Linked DNA regions of Sus scrofa: regions 1 and 3 are each linked to region 2. The links are chromatin contacts, called in public Hi-C maps. All regions are on one chromosome and are shown on one strand. The core of a region is the stretch at or near the end of the contact, and the rest is flanking DNA. Distances in the headings are between cores, read along the strand shown. Region 1 has its middle 150 kb from the start of SYK. Region 2 overlaps AUH (methylglutaconyl-CoA hydratase, mitochondrial). Region 3 has its middle 210 kb from the start of SYK.

Evidence for each region. Hi-C and Micro-C count contacts between places; a contact is called where the count stands out from the background.
Region 1: a Hi-C map of liver shows a contact between it and region 2, with 1.6 times the contacts expected there. The contact joins two enhancer-like sites. A contact is called at or near these places in 1 of 5 promoter capture datasets (liver), 1 of 47 Hi-C or Micro-C datasets (liver) and 1 of 2 datasets of contacts at active chromatin or transcription factors (alveolar macrophages).
Region 3: a Hi-C map of liver shows a contact between it and region 2, with 2.1 times the contacts expected there. The contact joins two enhancer-like sites. A contact is called at or near these places in 3 of 47 Hi-C or Micro-C datasets (embryonic fibroblasts and liver).

Annotation. Positions count from the first base shown.
Region 1 is chr14:2,257,205-2,260,153 of Sscrofa11.1, forward strand. No RefSeq gene overlaps it. Among named protein-coding and RNA genes, the nearest start is that of SYK, 150 kb to the left of the region's middle. Within about 2 kb of position 1,692, at least 35 of the 83 cell types and tissues checked have an H3K27ac peak or open chromatin away from gene starts, as enhancers often do. A contact at or near this core is called in liver, where this site is marked.
Region 2 is chr14:2,462,378-2,465,077 of Sscrofa11.1, forward strand. All of the region lies in intron 4 of AUH (methylglutaconyl-CoA hydratase, mitochondrial), which reads right to left. Among named protein-coding and RNA genes, the nearest start is that of AUH, 83 kb to the right of the region's middle. Within about 2 kb of position 1,409, at least 4 of the 83 cell types and tissues checked have an H3K27ac peak or open chromatin away from gene starts, as enhancers often do. A contact at or near this core is called in liver, where this site is marked.
Region 3 is chr14:2,309,032-2,311,879 of Sscrofa11.1, forward strand. No RefSeq gene overlaps it. Among named protein-coding and RNA genes, the nearest start is that of SYK, 210 kb to the left of the region's middle. Within about 2 kb of position 1,325, at least 1 of the 83 cell types and tissues checked has an H3K27ac peak or open chromatin away from gene starts, as enhancers often do. A contact at or near this core is called in liver, where this site is marked.

The DNA of each region.
Region 1 (2,949 bases), core at 442-2,941, 200 kb before region 2:
TGAGCAGAGCTGGTCTGAGCGGGCCAAGACGGAGGAGGAGGATAGAGGCGAGAGGACCAGCTAAGAGCTCCAAGCACTGGGATAAAAAATTCAGACCACTCTCCAGTTTTGAGGATTCCATCCTTTGCCAACTTGGGTGGAAGATGACAGTGTGCAAATTATCTGCAGGTCCGATTTCTGCCTAGTCACGGGGAAAAGGAGTCCGGACCCAGCCTGGGATTTGCTCATCTGGGCCAGGTGCCCAGCTGGGGGCACCAAAGGAGTGAGTCCTGGAAGGGCACCTTTGTGAAATTCACAAAAAAGGGGAGCAGTGGGCCAGGAGGGTACTAGCACAGGACAGCAGTTTGTCCCTCAAGGCACAGCTGCCTGCCTTACAGGCATCACCTCCACCAAGAGGCTGCTTGACCCCAGAGGGTGAGTGACAATGCTTGTCTGACAAGGGAGAGCAGACTTTTGACACCTGGCTGTGTTCTAGAAGCATGGCCAGGGCTCCTTGCTTTTCCAAAGCGGTCCTCCAATGGTCAAGCTCCCACTGAGCTCTCACAACACAGCATCCTTCTCCCGGGTCTTCTCTGCACGCTCCCCACCCACAGAGGCCCTCTCCCAGGGGAGGCAGCAGCAGGCTGCCTTCTTGCACTCCTCTCCCGCAGAAGGACACTTGGGGGCAGTCATTCAACACTGCACACACTTCATCCCCTGCGAGGCTCCTGCTCACCCAAGAACCAAGAACGCAGCCTTCATCTGGGGTGTCCCGGACGCTCTGTGACAGTCTAATCAGCAAACAAGACTACAGGTGATGGTGCTGGCACTTGGCCACATGGTCCAGCCCCACCAGCCTGCAGTCCACCCACTTGGGCCGGACGAAGAAGCTGGACAGCGCCACTCGCAGGACTTGTAAATACAGCCCCTGCTCTCACGCTCAGCAAGTGGGAAGAGGGAACAGGTTCAGAGAATACTGTTTTCAGTGGATTTAGAGAAACACACCTAGACACAATGTCATTTCCTTGTCATTCTTCCTCTCGTTCTCTTAATAACCCTGACGTTCCCTGCAGGCATGCAGGGAACCCTTCATCTCAGTGAAGGAGACATGTAAGGTCTCTACGTCACACAAGCATTGGGTCTTAAGCAAATGAGGAGAGGGACATAAAACAGACTGAAATTACAGGCTGGGTACGTTTCTGCCAGAGTCTTCCCTGGAGTTTGGGACTCTTGGTCCTTCTCCACTGCGTTACCCCCCATCATGGCATTTTAATGGATATAGGAACAACACCCCACAGCAGTCTGGTATCTCAGGATGAAAACATTCAGAAACAGGCAATACGCTTACACACAACAAGTTCAAGAAAGGGGGGGGGGGGCGGCTAATAAATGAACAGAAGTTCAAAGGAAGCTGAGTGATGTAAGACGTTTGGCGATGACTCACACGTGGGGCATTCAAGCCGGACTTTCGCAAACAAGGGGGTGGCGGGCAGAGTCAGCAAGCACAGCCATGAAGTCCATCAGCCCAGCCTCGGGAGGGACGGGGGTGCTGCAGAGCTGGGACCCAGGGCTTGCTTGCCAACAAAATGACCCCACGCCTGCTCTGTTATTTCTGTATTTCTGAGTGGCAGCAACCCCCACAGGAAGGCGCTCCGTTCACCACCGCAGTGCACCCCCACACGAGTCCCAGCTGAGGTCCTCCTCACAGGGGCAAAGGCAGTCCTGTAAAAGAGAAACGGGATCTGATTGAAGCTTAACGTGATTCTTCATTGTCACGACAAAAGTATCTTCAGATCCACGCGCAAATGACAGCCCGAAAGGAAAAGATGTGAGCCTGTGTTGTATGTGTGAGAGCGTAAGAGGGTGTACGTGTGTGTGTGCATGTACTTAGGGCAAAAGACACACACCCACAGTCTCCAGAGGATTACAAAAAGTCCTCTGTACTAAAGAATTTCAGACCGGTTTGATGATTCATTTAGGGGAACTGCTGACAGCTCATGAAGGAAAAGAGTTTGTGCACATGTGCGCTGTCCAGTGCTCACTAAGTTGTGTCCCTAGCAGGGGAGGTCCACCGCCTTCAGGCTTCGTTGAAAAGGAGAAGCTGAAAATCAGATGCATACACGAGCGTGTGATCTGACAGATCAGATGTTGGAGGAAACACTTGAGAACCGACGTGGTTCAAGGAGAGCAAATATTTACAGGAGTCAGGGCAGCTTTCTACTTCCTCTGCCCCCTTCTTCTGGAATCTTCTCCCTCCCTGGTTGCTGGGGGTCCGCCTTCTTTCCCAGGTCTCCCCTGGGTGTGGGATGCAGTGATGGACGGGGGTACCAGCCCCTCTGGCTTGCTGGGGCTTCTCCTCTGTTAACTGTGATGCTTTGGGCAGATGTTGACGAGCTCATGGAGCACCTGCGAAAATGTGGGGAGCCCAAGTGTCAGGCACCATCAGGACAATGAAAGAATGGCACCCTCCCCTCGCAGAGTGGTCCTGTGCCTATAAGGCCAGATCCTGCCCACCCAGGGCAGCCATCACTGACACACACACTCACACACATTAGCACAAACACATGCCCACCCTCGCACCACCATATACACTCACAAACATCCAAACACACCTGCTCACATATGACTCCCAGGCAAACACTCACACCCACGTACATACACTCACAACATCATACACACAAAAATGCATGCATATACACTCTCACTGGCACACAATCACACACTCACCCCTACACACACACATGTATACACATGCTAACATATCGCTTCACACACACATGTGCACACACACACACTTACACATACCCACATACATTCATACAAACATACACATACTTGGGTCCTAGGTGAGACCACCCCATGCCCCACACTACCCCATGCCCCAAGTCTAGCTGTCTTGGGTCAGCACAGACCTAAGACCCAGAGTCCCCTACTCTCTGGAACATAAAGTACCTCTGACATCTGTCTGGG
Region 2 (2,700 bases), core at 159-2,658:
GGATGTGGTCGACAGCTACAGTTCCTATTTGACCCCTAGCCTGGGAACTTCCATATGCCATAGGTGTGGGCCTAAGGAGAAAAAAAAAAAAGTGAAATAAATAAATAACTTAAATCCATACTAAATAAACCTATGTAAATTAACACTAATGATAAGATGAAAATGAACTTTATATAATGCAGAGAAGAAAAACATCTAGTAAACAGACAAATATATGAAACTGAAGCACCGAAAATACGCCCAAATCCACAAAACTGCCTTACCAAGCTTTACGCTTTAATTCTACAGTTTGGAAAAGCTGCTGTTCAATTAAGCTAGGCTATGTGGAAAACCCCATTGGAATACACTTCCTGAGCAAGGCAAATGACGCTATGCCCAAGACTTGCCCTTCTGGCAGAATTGAAGAGGAGCAGGTACCCCTAACCACACAGAATAGAGGGACAATCTGCTAAGCAAGGAAGGGGCAAAAGGAGCGAGAGAAAAAAAGACCTTTCTTTATAAACACAAACAGCTTAGGCAGGATACTGATGATGAGAAACTAAACCACTACACATATTGAGTCCTCATTACCTACCAGAATACCTTTAAAGTGCATGTCCGTTTATTCCTTTCACCCCATAATACCATTATAAAATACTCATGATGACTATCACACTTTATGGATTGGGAGATGAAAGCACAGAGAGGCAAGTCACTTTCCCAAGGCCCCTGAGTGAGGATTCCGTCCATTCCAGGGTCCACATGCAATGAGGTTACCAGTTTTATGGTAGTTCACATATTTTATCAATGTCTTTCTAAAACACTGAACTGATGCATAACTGATTTCGAAGTAGCTCATTTAAAATATCAGGTATTTTAGGACCTACAGACAATTAGGTGCTACAGATAATTACAGAAGAGTCCTATGGTTACTCCCTGTTTTTCAAGTATTTGCTTCTGGCTAATGAATGGAGCAGGGAACCCAATCAAGTTTAAAGTTGGCCACAGAAAAACAGAATTCAAAAATACATGTATTAGGTGAGTTTTCTCGACCACATGAGCCAGATGCCAGGCCAGGATGCAAATTGTACCATGGCGTCAGGTAAAAGTCTGCTTAATAAAATATCCCCTTGCTTTTCATAAGATATCAACGTCAACAAGTCAAATCTTCAAGCTGAACAGAAACCTCATAATTTATCATCTAACAGGGTGACTATGACCATTTCCAGACGCTTCCTCTTCCTCTGAAATGCTCATGACCAAGTGTAACCACTAACAGGTCAAGAAATAAATTAATTCCAGGGCACTGGAAATTATGTTCATGAAATGAAAAGTGGCCTTGCTGACATTGCATCACTATTTCTAGACAGTGCACTTGAACATCAAATAAATCTCACATCATGGAGACATGTCAAAAGCCAGTGACCTACTTTCATTAGGGTGGGAAAGGAATAGCAATCTGTCCTTTGAGACTAGGACCAAAATAGCTTCCCTAAAGCACTCCTTCATGCTTTTTAAAAGTTTTAAATAATCTTTTATGCAAAGGAAAAATAATAGCTAGAACCAGTATCAAATGTGAATTTTCTTTATGTATCCTAGTAAGTTAATTGTAGCTCTCATAATGCTATCAATATTTTCAAAGCTTGGAAAAAAATAAGAATCAGTAAAATTAAATAAGAAATTGTTTTCAATACCTAATAATTTCCTAATATAGGCAACCATACCACACCAGCAGACCAAGATTATTTCTGAGAAACTCCATAAAGATAACTGGCTGACTTCGCCAATGTCACATCCAAAAAAAAATTGCAAGTAATAAAACACAAAACTTTTAAAAAAGAAGTATCTTATAAATATACACAAAAATATAGGGAAATATTGAACCTACGCACAGTACCATAGAAACAAAATCTGGCACAATATATAGTGGCAAAAAGCAAAAACAATTCACTTCAAGAAGAGCTGAGCAAGAAGTAAGTCTAAAAGACACTGGGCCTATTAAACTTATTTATATGGGATTTCTTACTGAAATAAATAATGTGAAAAATAGAATAAAATTATCTCTTAGAAAAGTTCCTACAAACCGTATATGTCTACAAGATACATAAACACGTATAACAAACCAACTCAAAGGCAGAAAATAAAAGGCTGGGTAAGACACATCAGGCAAACGATGTTCAAATGAATTAGGGTTCAACATACCACAATAAGGTCAAAGAGAATTCATGGCAAAAACATGTCATGGGAAAATAGGAGTATGTGCTATGTCACCCTGATGAAATGGTATAAACCGTAATGAGACACATGACATCTCCAGGCACCAAAAAAACATGGAATTGAAATGTTTATACAGTTAACCCTTGAACAATAGAGGTTGAACTGTGTAAGCCCACTTACATGGGGATTTTCTTCAGTAAATGTGTACTACAGTATTACGTGATCCTTGGTTGGCTGAATCTGCAGATATGGAACCTGCATATAACTATAAAGTTACACACACATTTCCCACGGCCTGGGGGGTTGGCACCACTAACCCCTGGTAGTTCAAGGGCCAGGTATACAAGAAAACTTGAGAGTAAAACAAGAAATTGACAGGAAATACAGTATCAATGGGTACTTTAACCTACCTCTCTTCACTCTGACAGCTCAAATACACAAAAACTGGAAAAGAACATAATAAATAAAATGTATTTTGTAAACTGTATCTAAACCCTACAAACG
Region 3 (2,848 bases), core at 75-2,574, 150 kb before region 2:
CGTTTGTATAGCTCCTCAGAGCTCCTTTCTAGATAGCACTAGATAGAATGCTGCCTGATTCATGAATCATTGAATAAAGTCTCAGAGATCTTGAAATTTTCTCAGTTGAATTTTTTTTTTTTACACAAGTGTTTAATTCTTTCATGTGTAAAGTCCAGTCACATCCTTAACCTTTTCTGAAAGTTTGGCACTAAAAATCAGAAGGAAATAAGGCATAACACAACGGCCAATTACCTTAAATACTTTTAAAATATAAACTAAAGCAAGATGTGGAAAAACATTTCAATGTCTGACAGATTAAAGATTTAACAGCACAGAAATAAACGCTCTATCCTACCCCTGAGGGAATTCTATGCAATGAAATGTAGGAAAAGTAAATAAAATATCTTGAAACATTAATTCGTTAAGTGTACTTGACAAACTATAGCATAAAATTTTTTCTATCAAACTCTTACTTTGGGCTGAAAAAAGGAAAAGGTATTCTAGGTTTTTTATTAATAAGATAAAATTCAAAGTTTGCTTTTGGAGTTCCCATTGTGGCGCAGTGGTTAACGAATCCGACTAGGAACCATGAGGTTGCAGGTTCGATCCCTGGCCTCGCTCAGTGGGTTAAGGATCCGGTATTGCCTCAAGCTGTGGTGTAGGCCGCAGACATGGCTCGGATCCCAAGTTGCTGTGGCTCTGGCGTAGGCTGGTGGCCACGGGTCCGGTTAGACCCCCTAGCCTGGGAACCTCCATATGCCGCTGGAGTGGCCCTAGAAAAGGCAAAAGAGAAAAACAAAAACAACAAACTCAAAGTTTGCTTTTAAACTAAACAGTAACAAGTATGTTTTATTAAAAAGAAATATATGAACTTTTTTTTAAAGTCTAACTCTGTAGGTATTAAATAAAGAACAACCAAGTTCTGCATAAAAAGACACACATTCATAGATATTCTTCTTTTCCTTCTTACTCAAAAGGGAGCTCATACAAAACTGGAGGGTTTTAGGGAGTTCCTGTCGTGGCGCAGCGGTTAACAAATCTGACTAGGAACCATGAGGTTGCAGGTTCGATCCCTGGCCTCGCTCAGTGGGTTAAGGATCTGGCCTTGCTCAGCCTCAGTTGAATTTTTCAACATCACTTTTAAGAGCCTTCCCTCTGACCCTTCAGCCTCCAAATCCTGACCCAGCTCAGTGTTTCAAAACTCTTCATCAACTTAAAACAAATACAATTCTTGATTGCCAAGTGGATTTTTCAACTTGTCCCAGTTTCCTCATTACTTTGTTTTGTGTTTTCCTTCCATTTGAGAAATATACGCCCTTCCAAAATGGCTCGTTTCCCTCTGGTCTTTGGCTTGTCTCTGTTTCTGCATGCCAGAGGTTGGGGGTGCTGTTTAGTCAGGTCTCAGCTGTGGTGAAGGCACCAACCTGTGGGGCAGTCACAGGTTTCTGGTTCTATAACTGCAAGCCCACACCTGCAGCAAGAAGTGCCTCTGGTCAGCACATTTATACACCTATACAGGCAGCACCAGATCAGGAGACTGAGTGTCCACCCAAACCCCATGACCCCCAGGTCCAAGGGGGCTGTGACAGCACCAGGCACACTCAGAGCCACCAAAGCATCAAGGGATTGCTGAGCCTCCTCAAGTACTGGAGTCATAAACACATTTTAAAAAGGAAGAGTTCCCACTGTGGCTCAGCAGGTTAAGACACCAACTAGTATCCATGAGGGTGCAGGTTTGATCCCAGGCCTCGCTCAGTAGGTTACAGCTGCGATGTTGCCTCTAGCTGCAGTATAGGTCACAGACGGGGCTCGGATCTAGTGCTGCTGTGGCTGTGGTGTAGGCTGGCAGCTGCAGCTCCAATTGGACCCCTAGCCCAGAAACTTGCATATAAAAGAAAAACAAATAAATAAAAATAAAATTAAAAAGGGGAAGTGGATTCTGTGGACAAAGCCAAGTGCAGGAGGGCGGACTGGCCCATTTGGAAAGCAGCTATAAACACCACTATACCACCAACGCCACTCAGACTGGCCCCCTTGGAAAAGTCTGGAGGACAGGCCATCCTGGCTGTGGGAGTCGGGCTCCAGCCAGCCATGGCAGGGATCTGGTGGTGGCCCAGGGCCCCGGGGAAAACAAGGGTGTGGGGAAGGCTTGGGAAGAGACTGCCCTTGGTGATGGCTTTGCCACATGGAGTCAGCGCAGCCTGAATTCCTCGGTGCTCCCAGGGAGGGAGCTGCCCCTGTGAGCCCTGGGCTGGAGGACAGAGAGCAGCAGCCAAGCAGGGGCCCTCCTGGACCACCCCAGCTCCCCCTCTAGCTCTTCCCAAGAGGGACACCCAGGCCTTCTCCTCCTGGCCAGATGACCCACCCCAGGCCAGTGATTATCTTGTCATCACAGAATGTCACCATGCCCAGCAATGGCAATGGCTTTTCATAAGCAAATTCCATACCCCGTGCTTCCCATTCTAGCCAAACAGTTGTGCTGGCTTAGTGAGGGGGATAAACTCGAATTACCAGAGGCCTGTTCCCATTGTATTAACCCGGGACTCTAAATGGAGTGGCTTCTGTAATCCCGCAGGCATTCATTAGAGAGCCCACTGGAGCCGGGTGTACCATTGCCCCGGTTGGTGGTTTTCTGTGGGTGCTGGGGGTGGGATGGAGCTGCAGGGCCCAGACAGGGAGAGTGTGACACCCAGGCTGACACAGGGTAGGGCTGTGGTGGGGGAAGGAATTCCTCAGGTTCAGACGAAAGAGGCAATATTAAATGACTCAATTTCAACCTCAACGTGGTTATACTTGTCTGGGTTTCTGCACTCTTTTCACAGAACTGCCCAGTGTTATGTGTCTTGGTTTGGGTTCACGGACATGC